3 separate regions of the Sus scrofa genome follow, and all the other regions are linked to region 3. The links are chromatin contacts, called in public HiChIP or PLAC-seq maps. All regions are on one chromosome and are shown on one strand. Each heading gives the region's core, a stretch centred on a gene start, on an enhancer-like site or on the middle of the called end of the contact. The rest is flanking DNA. Distances are from core to core; before and after follow the strand shown.

Evidence for each region. HiChIP or PLAC-seq counts read pairs in DNA pulled down with a chosen protein or histone mark.
Region 1: an H3K27ac HiChIP or PLAC-seq map of skeletal muscle shows a contact between it and region 3. The contact joins two enhancer-like sites. A contact is called at or near these places in 1 of 47 Hi-C or Micro-C datasets (skeletal muscle) and 1 of 2 datasets of contacts at active chromatin or transcription factors (skeletal muscle).
Region 2: a contact with region 3 is called in an H3K27ac HiChIP or PLAC-seq map of skeletal muscle. The contact joins the promoter of NR3C1 here to the enhancer-like site in region 3. A contact is called at or near these places in 10 of 47 Hi-C or Micro-C datasets (adipocytes, embryonic fibroblasts, fetal heart ventricle and 5 more) and 1 of 2 datasets of contacts at active chromatin or transcription factors (skeletal muscle).

What each region holds. Positions count from the first base shown.
Region 1 is chr2:144,572,847-144,576,044 of Sscrofa11.1, forward strand. The region is part of intron 12 of ARHGAP26 (rho GTPase-activating protein 26); the gene reads left to right. Among named protein-coding and RNA genes, the nearest start is that of ARHGAP26, 270 kb to the left of the region's middle. Within about 2 kb of position 1,410, at least 8 of the 83 cell types and tissues checked have an H3K27ac peak or open chromatin away from gene starts, as enhancers often do. A contact at or near this core is called in skeletal muscle, where this site is marked.
Region 2 is chr2:144,928,421-144,931,583 of Sscrofa11.1, forward strand. It overlaps NR3C1 (nuclear receptor subfamily 3 group C member 1), which reads right to left and starts at 1,277. Exons shown (of 10, transcript NM_001008481.1): 1 at 908-1,277.
Region 3 is chr2:144,779,068-144,782,707 of Sscrofa11.1, forward strand. LOC102160841 (a long non-coding RNA gene) reads right to left here. Exons shown (of 4, transcript XR_297280.3): 4 at 3,112-3,640. Among named protein-coding and RNA genes, the nearest start is that of NR3C1, 150 kb to the right of the region's middle. Within about 2 kb of position 1,509, at least 6 of the 83 cell types and tissues checked have an H3K27ac peak or open chromatin away from gene starts, as enhancers often do. A contact at or near this core is called in skeletal muscle, where this site is marked.

The sequences.
Region 1 (3,198 bases), core at 160-2,659, 210 kb before region 3:
AATATCTGGTCATTGGTTTCCTCTGTTGATTCCCCTTAAGGGTTGACGTAGCTGCTTATGGACCTTTACCCATCTCTATAAAGTAAGTTTGAGACGTGTCTCAAAAACTTCAATTTTTCACGTAGGATTGCACCGAACTGTACAGACTCACCTGTGGAACATGGACACCTGTGGACTCCTCACTCACCTCCTCCAAGGGCTTGGAATGCCCTTCCGTCTCATCACACCTTTATTAGAGTTTTGGTTTTCTGCCGAGAGGCTCTTCTGTGTTCTTGGTTGCGTTAATCCCTAAGTACGCAATTCAAAAACCAGTCTGCTGTTTTTGCCAGTCCTGCAATGGCCTCTTGACCGTGGATTCTGCCCTCAGGAACCTTCCCTAGATTTGTTCCTGGATTGTCAGCAACATACAGTGATGCTGAGTTTTCTCTGGTTGGTCAGATTCTTACCCAGCAGTGGAGCGAAGGCCGAGATGGGAGTTTGGGTAGCGGAGAGGAAGGAAGTCTGCTTTGTTGCTCCCGAAGCTTTTCTACTGAGCAGGCGATCTCTCCTGTGTCAGTCACGGAGACGGCAAAACGATGGTCATTGGTTTTCCCTCTCTTGTTAAAAAGAACAAGGAGTTCTGTTGTGGCGCAATGGTTAACGAATCCGACTCGGAACCATGAGGTTGCGGGTTCGATCCCTGGCCTCGCTCAGTGGGTTAAGGATCTGGCGTTGCTGTGAGCTGTGGTGTAGGGTGCAGATGCAGCTCGGATCCTGCGTTGCTGTGGCTCTGGCGTAGGCTGGTGGCTACAGCTCTGATTCGACCCCTAGCCTGGGAACCTCCATATGCCACGGGAGCAGCTCAAGAAAAGGCAAAAAAGACAAAAAATTAAATTAAATTAAAATTAAGAAATAATAAAAAGAATGAGACTCTGCCTGGGCAGGAACCCCTCCTCTTCCCATCTTACCCTTTGCCACCTTAATGCAGATCTCGAGTCTGTGCGTCCTGTTCCCGGCTTTATGTTTGGCTGCAGGTGTGAGATTTGCTCCCCAAAGGCGTTATGCGAATGGGCGCATTCTCATTTTGAAATGAGTCAGAAGCAGGAGGGGGAGCCAGGAGGGGCCTGTCCTCAGCCCAGGCCGCTCTTGTGCTGTAGTCCCACCTGAGGGCAGCTGGAAACTCGGGACCTTGTTAGAGAGGATACACAGTCCAGCGCTAGAGAGCAGGGGAAAGGCAGGCTTTCTTTGTGACTTTCGCTTTACCAGGTTTGAAGTTTTAAATGATAAACGTCTCTGCCTACTTAGCTCTAAAAAGATTAGCTTGTTTACAGAAAGGCTGCTCTCCCGCTGCTCTGCCAGCTGTGTGGAGGTGGCAGACTGGGCAGAGAGAGGCGATCTAATCTTGGCTTCTCGTGCTTTCCGTAATGGGAGTGTTCGCTCCAGTCATTGGTCAGTCGGGTCATTTCTGAGGACCAAGCTCGAGGTGCCCTAAAGTGGCCTTCTTGGGACTTCCCGCCCCAGCTGGCTCTTCAAAGGGACATCACCCTTTTTTCTGCTTCCCATTCTTGTTGGACGTGTTGCTGTGTGTTCTGACCTCAGCCTTTCACTAGACTTAATTGCCGGAGGCCAGGCTTCATTCAGTTAATACCTCTTGGAATTCTTAAGGACCCGTGGCCCTGGGTGACACGAGCACTGAGGGCCGAGGACACCCACCAGCGCAACATGTGCCTCTGCTTTCTGGAGTAAATTGAGACCCCTGGGAGGTGATAGACAGATGGCCCATCCCGTGCGTGTGGGTGTGTAATCTCTACACTGTCTGTGGATGCACTAGGCTGCAGACAGGTGCCCACAGCCGAGCTGGATGGGTTTCCAGCTGGACTTCCTCAGGTGCCCGCCTCTTTGCTTCCCAGTCAACGTCCCTTCGTCCCTCCCAGTTTGTCTTTAACCCAAGAATCCTTTGCATCCATAGAATGCTCAAGAACCCACCACAGGTGCCCGCTCGTCATTCACACCGGAGGCAGGAAGAAGAGCAGTGACCGGAGAAAGACTTGCAAAGTTGGAACTAGGATCTGGTTATCTGCAGGGTGTAGACGTGAAATGAACCTCATTCCTAAGAGGTTGAACAGCTTGTGTTTTTGCTTATTATAAAAATAATTTGGGAGTTGCCGTCGTGGCACAGTGGAAGCGAATCCGACTAGTGTCCTTGCGGATGTGGGTTTGATCCCTGGCCACACTCAGTGGGTTAAGGATCTGGCATTGCCGTGAGCTGTGGTGTCTGTCACAGACCTGGCTCGGGCCTGGCGTTGCTGTGGCTGTGGTGTAGGCTGGAAGCTACAGCTCCAGTTCGACCCCTAGCCTGGGAACCTCCATCTGCCACCAGTGTGGCCCTTAAAAAAAAAAAAAAAAAATGAACTCACTGTGGAATATTAAGAGAATACAGCAGTGGATTTCAAAAATCCAATAAAACTAAACTGTAATATCATCCCGGAGATATTTCTTCCTTTGCCTTTTTCTCGTGATGTCTCATGTGTATTTTGTCAGTTTGACTTAACTGGCCTTATACTGAATATCCTTGTTGGCATTCTGCTTGTAAAAATTTACATGAAGAGTCCCCTTGTAGCTCAGCAGATGAAGGATCTGGCGTTGTCACTGCTATGGCTCTGGTCACGTCTGTGGCCCAGGTTGGATTGCTGGCTTGGGAACTTCTGCATGCTGCGCGTGTGGCCCACATAAATAAATAATTAATGAAAAGGTACACAGATTTTTCTAGAAGGCGAAAATGGTTTCTAAATGCCATGTGTAATGATGGTTGGGCGTTGTCCTAAGAGTCTATCCTGGTGTGTTGAACCAGCTCCTGTCATTGGTCTCGAATGTCCTTGCCAGACTTTTGCTTTAGGGAGCACCGTCAGGCTGAGCATCCTTGGGTGCCCGTCTTTGACTGAATTGCAGGTCATTTCCCGAGCGTGGGTCCTGCCGGCTGGACCGGGAGAGCCGTGTGGGTGACCCTCCAGGCCCGCCGGCCGTGGGACCGTGGCTCAGAGCTGGGCCTGCAAGCCTCTGTTTCCTTATCTGTAAAGTGGGGATAAATCAGAGCCCCTCCCTGAGAGCCTTGACGTGAGGATTAGAGCCCAGCATGTGGCGGGGGAGCGAACAGGCGCCTCGTTACTGTGCTTCTTACTGTCCTCGTGATCTGGTCACGCCAGCCCCTCCCCTTTCAGG
Region 2 (3,163 bases), core at 27-2,526, 150 kb after region 3:
AACGAACCATGGCCAGGGGTCTTAAGTGGCATTACAGGGCTGCAATTACCACGTCTGCAATCTCCCAGCGACAAACCAGCGCGTGTCACAAACCGCACCACGCAGCGAGTATGGCTGGGGAGGGTCTTTTCCTAAAGGGGGCCGCTTCCAAACGTCAGACGCGAAGGGATGCCGAGCGCCAAAGAACAAACCTTCGGAGGAGGGGGCGAAAGCAAGTGCGGGGTTCAAAGAGAAATGTGTGCAGACCTGTTGAGTTCTTCCCCCGACACGCCCACTTCCACCAGACAACGCCAGCCCGGCCCAAGTCTCCGAGGGGCAGGCTGTCAGCCCCCCGCATGTGTCCACGCGCGCACACACACAGACACACACACCCTGAGCGCCCGCCAGCAGGGAGACGCACTGGCACCTCGGCACAGACCCTGCTCGCGCTCGGGCGCTCTCGGTGGAGTGCAAAGACTCGGGCGAGTAGGATCCAGATGCGGCTCAGCGTTCACCCGCAAAGGGGATGTCCGGGAGGCCCTCCTGGGAGCGAAAAGCAAAGGGACGTGGGGGCCAACACACAGAGGCAAGGACGCCTGGCCAGGGAAGCCGAGGCTGGAAACCCGGGCGGCTCGACGAGGCTCCACTCGCTGCGAGCTCGGGTTCCTCCCCCTCGGCCCGGCCCGGGGACCGCGGCCCAGGGAGAGGAAGAGGCCAGCGCTGTCACCCGCCCGCTGCCCTTTCGTCACCACCACCGGGCCCTCGCTGGCCCCCACCCCCACTCCCCGCGGCTAATAAAAGTTTGCAGGCTCCGGCGGCGGCCCGGGAGCCGGCCCCCGAGCCCCAGCCCCGCACCTCGGGGGGCGAGCGCCCTCGCGGCCCCAGCCCCGGCCCCGGCCCGTCCTGCCTGCCGCTCCCCTCCCCTTACCTCTGCCCGCGGCGCCGCTCACCGCCGCCGTCCGCGGCTCCCACCGCAGCCGAGATAAACAACTTAGCGTGTGAAAGCAGGAGGAGCGGGAGCGATTTTTTTTTTCTTAAAAAAAAAGGAAGTAAACAGCCGCCCCCTTCTCCATGGGGGGAGGGGAGGGCCCCTAGCGAAGAAAGTCCCCCATTTCCCCGCTGACAAGCCGGCCCCCCGCCCCGCTCCGCCGGCCGGGGCTCCCGGGCGCGCGTCCTCGCTGCCGGCGCCCCGCCGCTCCAGCCGCTCCAGCCGCGGCGGCTCCTTCCACCCACGAGAACCCGTCCCCGACGGGCGGGCGGTGACTCGGGCTCCCGTCACAGACTCGAGCTCGCAAAATGGAGGAGGAGGAGGAGGAGGAGGGGAGGCAGCGCGGACACGCGAAAGGGCCGCCCGGCCGCGGCGAGCAAGCGGGACCGAGCTGGGGGCGGGCGGAGGCGGCGCCACGGCGCGTACACACTCGCACACACACGCGCTCCCACTCCACCCCCGGCCGCTCCCCGCCCGAGGGGCCGCGCGGCGGCGGCGGCGAACGATGCAACCTGTTGGCGACGCTCGGCAACTGCAGGGGCGGCCGTGGCCCCCGCCCCCACGCCCTCCGCGCCCGCCCCGCCGCCCCGGCCGCGACGGCGCCTGCACGCCGGCGGCCCCAGGCACGGCCCCCACCCAGGCAGCCCTCCGGCCGCGCGGGGCCGATCCCCGTCCCCCGACCCCCCCCCCCGCCCCAGGAAAAAAGAGGCGGCGGCGGCCGACCTGGTCTTTCTGGGACGGGCTCCGGAGGGAACCGAGTTTCTCTAGTTTCTCTTCGCCGCTCCTTCCCGCCCCCGCCCAGCTCTGCGACTCCGGACCCACTCCGGGGTTCGCCCTGTCCCTCGGCGGCCACCGCCGCCGGCGTCCCAGCGGGTGACAGCGGGCTGGCTGCGGGAGCCAGGGCGCGGCCCGCAGCACAGCCGCGGGGGTGGTCCGCGCCGTGGCCCCCGGGCCGAACTGTGCGAAGCGTGTCACTTCACACGGGGCTGCGGGGTTGCACGGAAACAGTGCCGCAGCGCGTCGGCCGCTTGCGGGACTGGAAGGCCAGACACGCCCTCTGGGGAGGCTTCGGGGAGCGGAGGGGGTCCGCGCATACGTACTCTGGGCCCGGGGAGAGTCGCGTGCCGGAGGGTCCCCCTCCCCCGCATCGTCTGGGCGGCCCACTCTGCAGCCGCCGCCGCTCGTTCGCACCCGGAGAGAAGTTGCAAAGCAGAACCCACCCTCCCCCGCGCCCCGACCGTCCCCCACCCTCTTCCCCGAGTCTGCGAGGCGGCGGCGGCGGCAGAAGAAGGCGCCGCCTGCCAAGTTCAACCCCCAGCCCGCCCTCCCTCCCTCCTAGCGCGCTCACACTTGAAGGAAGTTGCACGCCAAATGCAAAACCTCCGGCGAACTAGATTTCTTTGCACTTTTTAATTATTTTTTAAAGGAAAGCAGGAGGTGGCAGGCCCCAAATCAAGTTGCAGGCGAAACAGTAAGTTGCTTGCAAAGTACACCCTCCTCCCCCCGCCAACCCCGCAACTCCTGACCTCTCTTTCCACCCCCTCCAGGGCCCGCATCCAAGTTTCCCGTGGAGGCCCCTCGCCCCCGAATCTTGACATTTGCTGCACTCTCCTCAAAGCGTCGCCCACCCTTTCGTGTTCGTGGGACCCCTGCCCCTCCAAATAAAACAGAACACACGCAGCTTTAAAATGTCAGCATTAAACTCCTTCCAGCTGTGCCCGTTAGGCGCCTCCTCCTCGGCTCGAAGGAAACACGTGGCCCTTCCCCAAAGAGAGGGGCGTGCGGTGAGGGGTGTCCGCGCGGGAGGCCCCCTCCCCAGCCCCCTTCCCCGGCCCGCCGCGTCCAGAGGGCTTGGGAACGTTTGGGACCGAGCCTCCTACCTTGGGCCGCACATATTACGATTTTTGTGACTCGGGGAAAGGTTGTGCTGTGTGGCTTTAGGGTTTGGGGAGGGAACTTTTGCGCCCCCACAGGTGACAGCGCTTGCCAGCTGCAGACGGGGGCGGAGGCTGCCGCAGCTCCACCCTGCCCTGCCCCTGGCGCTCGGCCGCTGCTCCTCTCGCCTCCCGCCGCGCTCGGCCCGGCGGCGGCCGCTCTGCCGCGACTTCTGGAAGAGGATTGGGGGAGCGCGTGCCGGAAGCCGCCCGCCGCCATCTTGGTAAAGGCTGGTGACGCCGCCCGGCAGGGCGCCCCCCG
Region 3 (3,640 bases), core at 259-2,758:
CGCCTTTGACATCTTGTTAACGGGAAAGGTTTTCATTCTCACGTTGCTTTTGGCAGCCCCTCAGAGCAGAGCGCACATCAGGTCCCGTCTTGTGGCTGGTTTGGTGGTTCGTTTACCTGCTCTGGCTGTGATTGGTCCTAAGATCACCTTGGTTAGAAAGAGACTTTATTGACACTTGAAGTCACAGGAATGAAAGATTTTCTCAGACCTCAAACGCATCTGTTCTTTGGAGAATTATATCAGGGTTTTCGTTCCTTCTTTTCTCATTTCCTCCTTGACCTCCAGTCGGATACCACGCGTCTCTCTTATGCACATGTGGTCTGCGTCGTGGGCTCACCCTGCTTTTAATGGCACTAAGCTAGGCTGTGGCCGTTCACTGTGCCAGGCTAGTCAGGACTGCCCCGGTTCAGCCTGCGTCGCAGCCAAGGGAGCCTCTAACCAACTCGGTTCCCGCTCAAGGTAGGTGAGACTCACAGTGTGGGAGGGTCTGCCAGGGCTGCCTCCTTCAGACTCCACTCAGCATCACCTGGCTGTTTGGGCCAATGCAGAACAATTTTCAGTGGAGATGGTCAAAATCGCGACCCAAAGTATCCCACAGCCCAACTCCTGTCACATTGTGTATCCATCAAGTCTCGTGTGTCATTGACCCCAGGAGGCTGGCCCCATCCTCTGTTTGCTAAAACTCGAGTAGCTGATGTGCCTTCCCGAGGCTAACCAGCAAATGAGTCAAGACTTGAATTCACAGGCCCTTTCTCCAGGTACCAAATCACATTTGGTGACTCCCAGGTCTTCTGTGAACTCTTAAAATGTTTCTTTTGGGGTTCCCATCGTGGCTCAGCGGAAATGAATCTGACTGGCATCCATGAAGACGCAGCTTCGATCCCTGGCCTTGCTCAGTGGGTTAAGGATCTCGTGCTGCCGTGAACTGTGTCGTAGGTTGCAGACACCCGTAGGCCAGCAACTACAGCTCTGATTTGACCCCTAGCCTGGGAACCTCCATATGCTGTGGAATGGCCCTAAAAAGACAACAACAACAAAAGATGTTTCTTTTCACTCCGTGGCTGTCTGTCCTTTGTGCGTGGGGCGAGGGAAGGGTAGATTGGAAAGATTTGTTTTAGTAGCTGGATTTTTTTGCCTTTCCTGAAACTTTATCTATGGGAAAAAAAAAAAAATGGGAGAGTAGCACTTGTCTGGCCTGTGTCAGATGAGGGAATGACGGCCAGTGGGAATTGTCTTTCTTTTCCCATTGTTCCTCCTATCACACCCTTTTGACCTTTCATAGTGGTTTCCATCTATAACTAATTCCTTGTTTGTCATAAAATGTGTGAGGCCTGTATCCCTCTTCCTCCCTCCATGAGGACAGGCCTGGCCCGTGGCAGCTGCCTCATGACACGTGGGAGGCTGAGCAGCAGCGGAAGAGGCGGGAGAGGCCGTGCTCTAGACCACAGCCCCTCCTTCCTGTCCTCCTCTGACTTCCGGTGGAAAGGAATTGGGTCATCAGACGCGGCTGCTTGAGCACAAGGTGACGTCGTGGTCCTTGGGGAGCTGCACCCCTGCTCACCCCGGGAGGCAGACTTACTAGAGAGACCTGCCAGCCTCAGGGCAGGCGCACAGCCGCGTCCTTGCCCAGCCTTCCGGCTAGTTCTCAGCACAAGAAAGCATCTGGATGACCAGCTGGCCGGGAGCCAGAAGACCCTTCTCTGTCATCGGGATGACTTCCGGGTGGTTTTATGAAGGTCGCATGAGGCTGGAGACCCGCCTTCGAGCAAGCCCACAGCAGAATCGCCCCCAAATAAGAATGATTCCTTTTCCAAGACCCAAAGAGGACATTCCACACGGTCCCCCGGGAACTCCGTCTGTCATCTGACACTCTCGCTAAGGGAATTCTTGGTGTCTAACTGAAGTTTCCCAGGATACAGCATCATCCATGTCCTTTCTGTTTTTCCTTAGAGGGAGCCCATCAGCTTTCTAGGGCAGTCACCCTCCACTTTTAGGGTTCCATTCAGCAAACATTTCTTTTTTTTTTTTGTCTTTTCTAGGGCCACTTCCTGCAGCATATGGAGGTTCCCAGGCTAGGGGTCTACGCCAGCGCCACAGCAACGCAGGATCCAAGCCACGTCTGCAACCTACACCACAGCTCATGGCAATGCCGGATCCTTAACCCACTGAGCAAGGCCAGGGATCAAACCCACAACCTCAAGGTTCCTAGTCAGATTCGTTAACCACTGTGCCATGACAGGAACTCCTCAGCAAACATTTCCTGATGGCCTCTTGTGTGCCAGGAGCTCTTTAAACCAGGAAGGAGGAGACGTGATCTCTGTCCTGGGGAACCCGCAGCTGGCCTTGGGGATGGGCGGTGTGCAATACCCAGAGTTTACCGCGTGGCACTGCTACACTTTGCTGTGTGTGGCAGGTATGCTCCAGGTCCGAGGAAGAGCAGACCTTTCTATTCGGGAGGTAGGTACCGATCAAACCTTCTTTGTGCAATGATGGTGGAGATGATATTGGAGGTTGGAGAGGAGTCCACGACTGAGGCGAATGAGAAAGTGTCCCCCACACGAGGACAGCAAAGACCAAGACACAAAGGGGCGTGAAGAGAGAGAGGGAACAAAGAGAGGCGCATTCAGCGTGATCAGAACACGAGGCAATAAGGGCTGTCTGGAGGTTTGTGCAATGTTCACCCAGTCCCTCGACCTTCTCGCAATATCATTTACTTCTCGCAAGACCATTCACTGCTGTCTTCCTAGATACTGGACCCTAGTATACATGCATGAATCGTGACTCCTCAAAATATGTGAACAAGATGGTGGAATTTTATAGATGAGGAAACTGAGCATCAAGGAGGTCACGCAAGCTAGGAAGTGATAAAACTAAAATTCCAACATAGGTCTGTCTGCTTCCAGAGCTGATCCACTCTTAATTTTTTTATTTTTTATTTTTTTGCTTTTTCAGGGCTGCACCTGTAGCATGTGGAGGTTCCCAGGCTAGGGGTCAAATCGGAGCTACAGCTGCCAGCCCCAGCCCCAGCCCCAGCCACACCAGATCAGAGCCACCTACACCACAGCTCACAGCAATGCTGGATCCTTAACCCACTGAGCGGGGCCAGGAGTCAAACCCGCAACCTCCTGGATGCCAGTCAGATTCCTTTCCACTACGCCATGACGGGAACGCCCACTTAAAAAATCTTTTTTTAAATTTTCTTTATAGATATACACACCTGATTTTACATAAATGCATAAACTGTTTAAATTGGGTGGATGTTTTTCCTTCCATTTTTAACTGGGTTCTTCAGTCCCCCACGTCAGCCTCTTCAAAACTATGTCAACACCCTTTTCAGGGGTGAGCCCTTCAGGAAGCACCGTTTCTGGCCAACACTCAAGCTTGGCTTTGCAGTGGACGGAGGAAGAGCAGGATGTTTTTTGAGTAAAAACTTTTCATTCCTCCAAGGAGCCCTTTGCTCATTCATCTTGAGTGAATAGCCCCCCCATTGCTGGAGCTCTGTGCAGACACTCCTGGTTCTCTGGGCAGCCCCAGGGACTCCAGCTGCAATCTTTGGCCCATCCCAGAATCCTTGAGGACACAGCAAGGAGGCAGTCCCTGCAGAGGGCTCAGCCACGTTTTTCTGGCTGGAAATATGTAA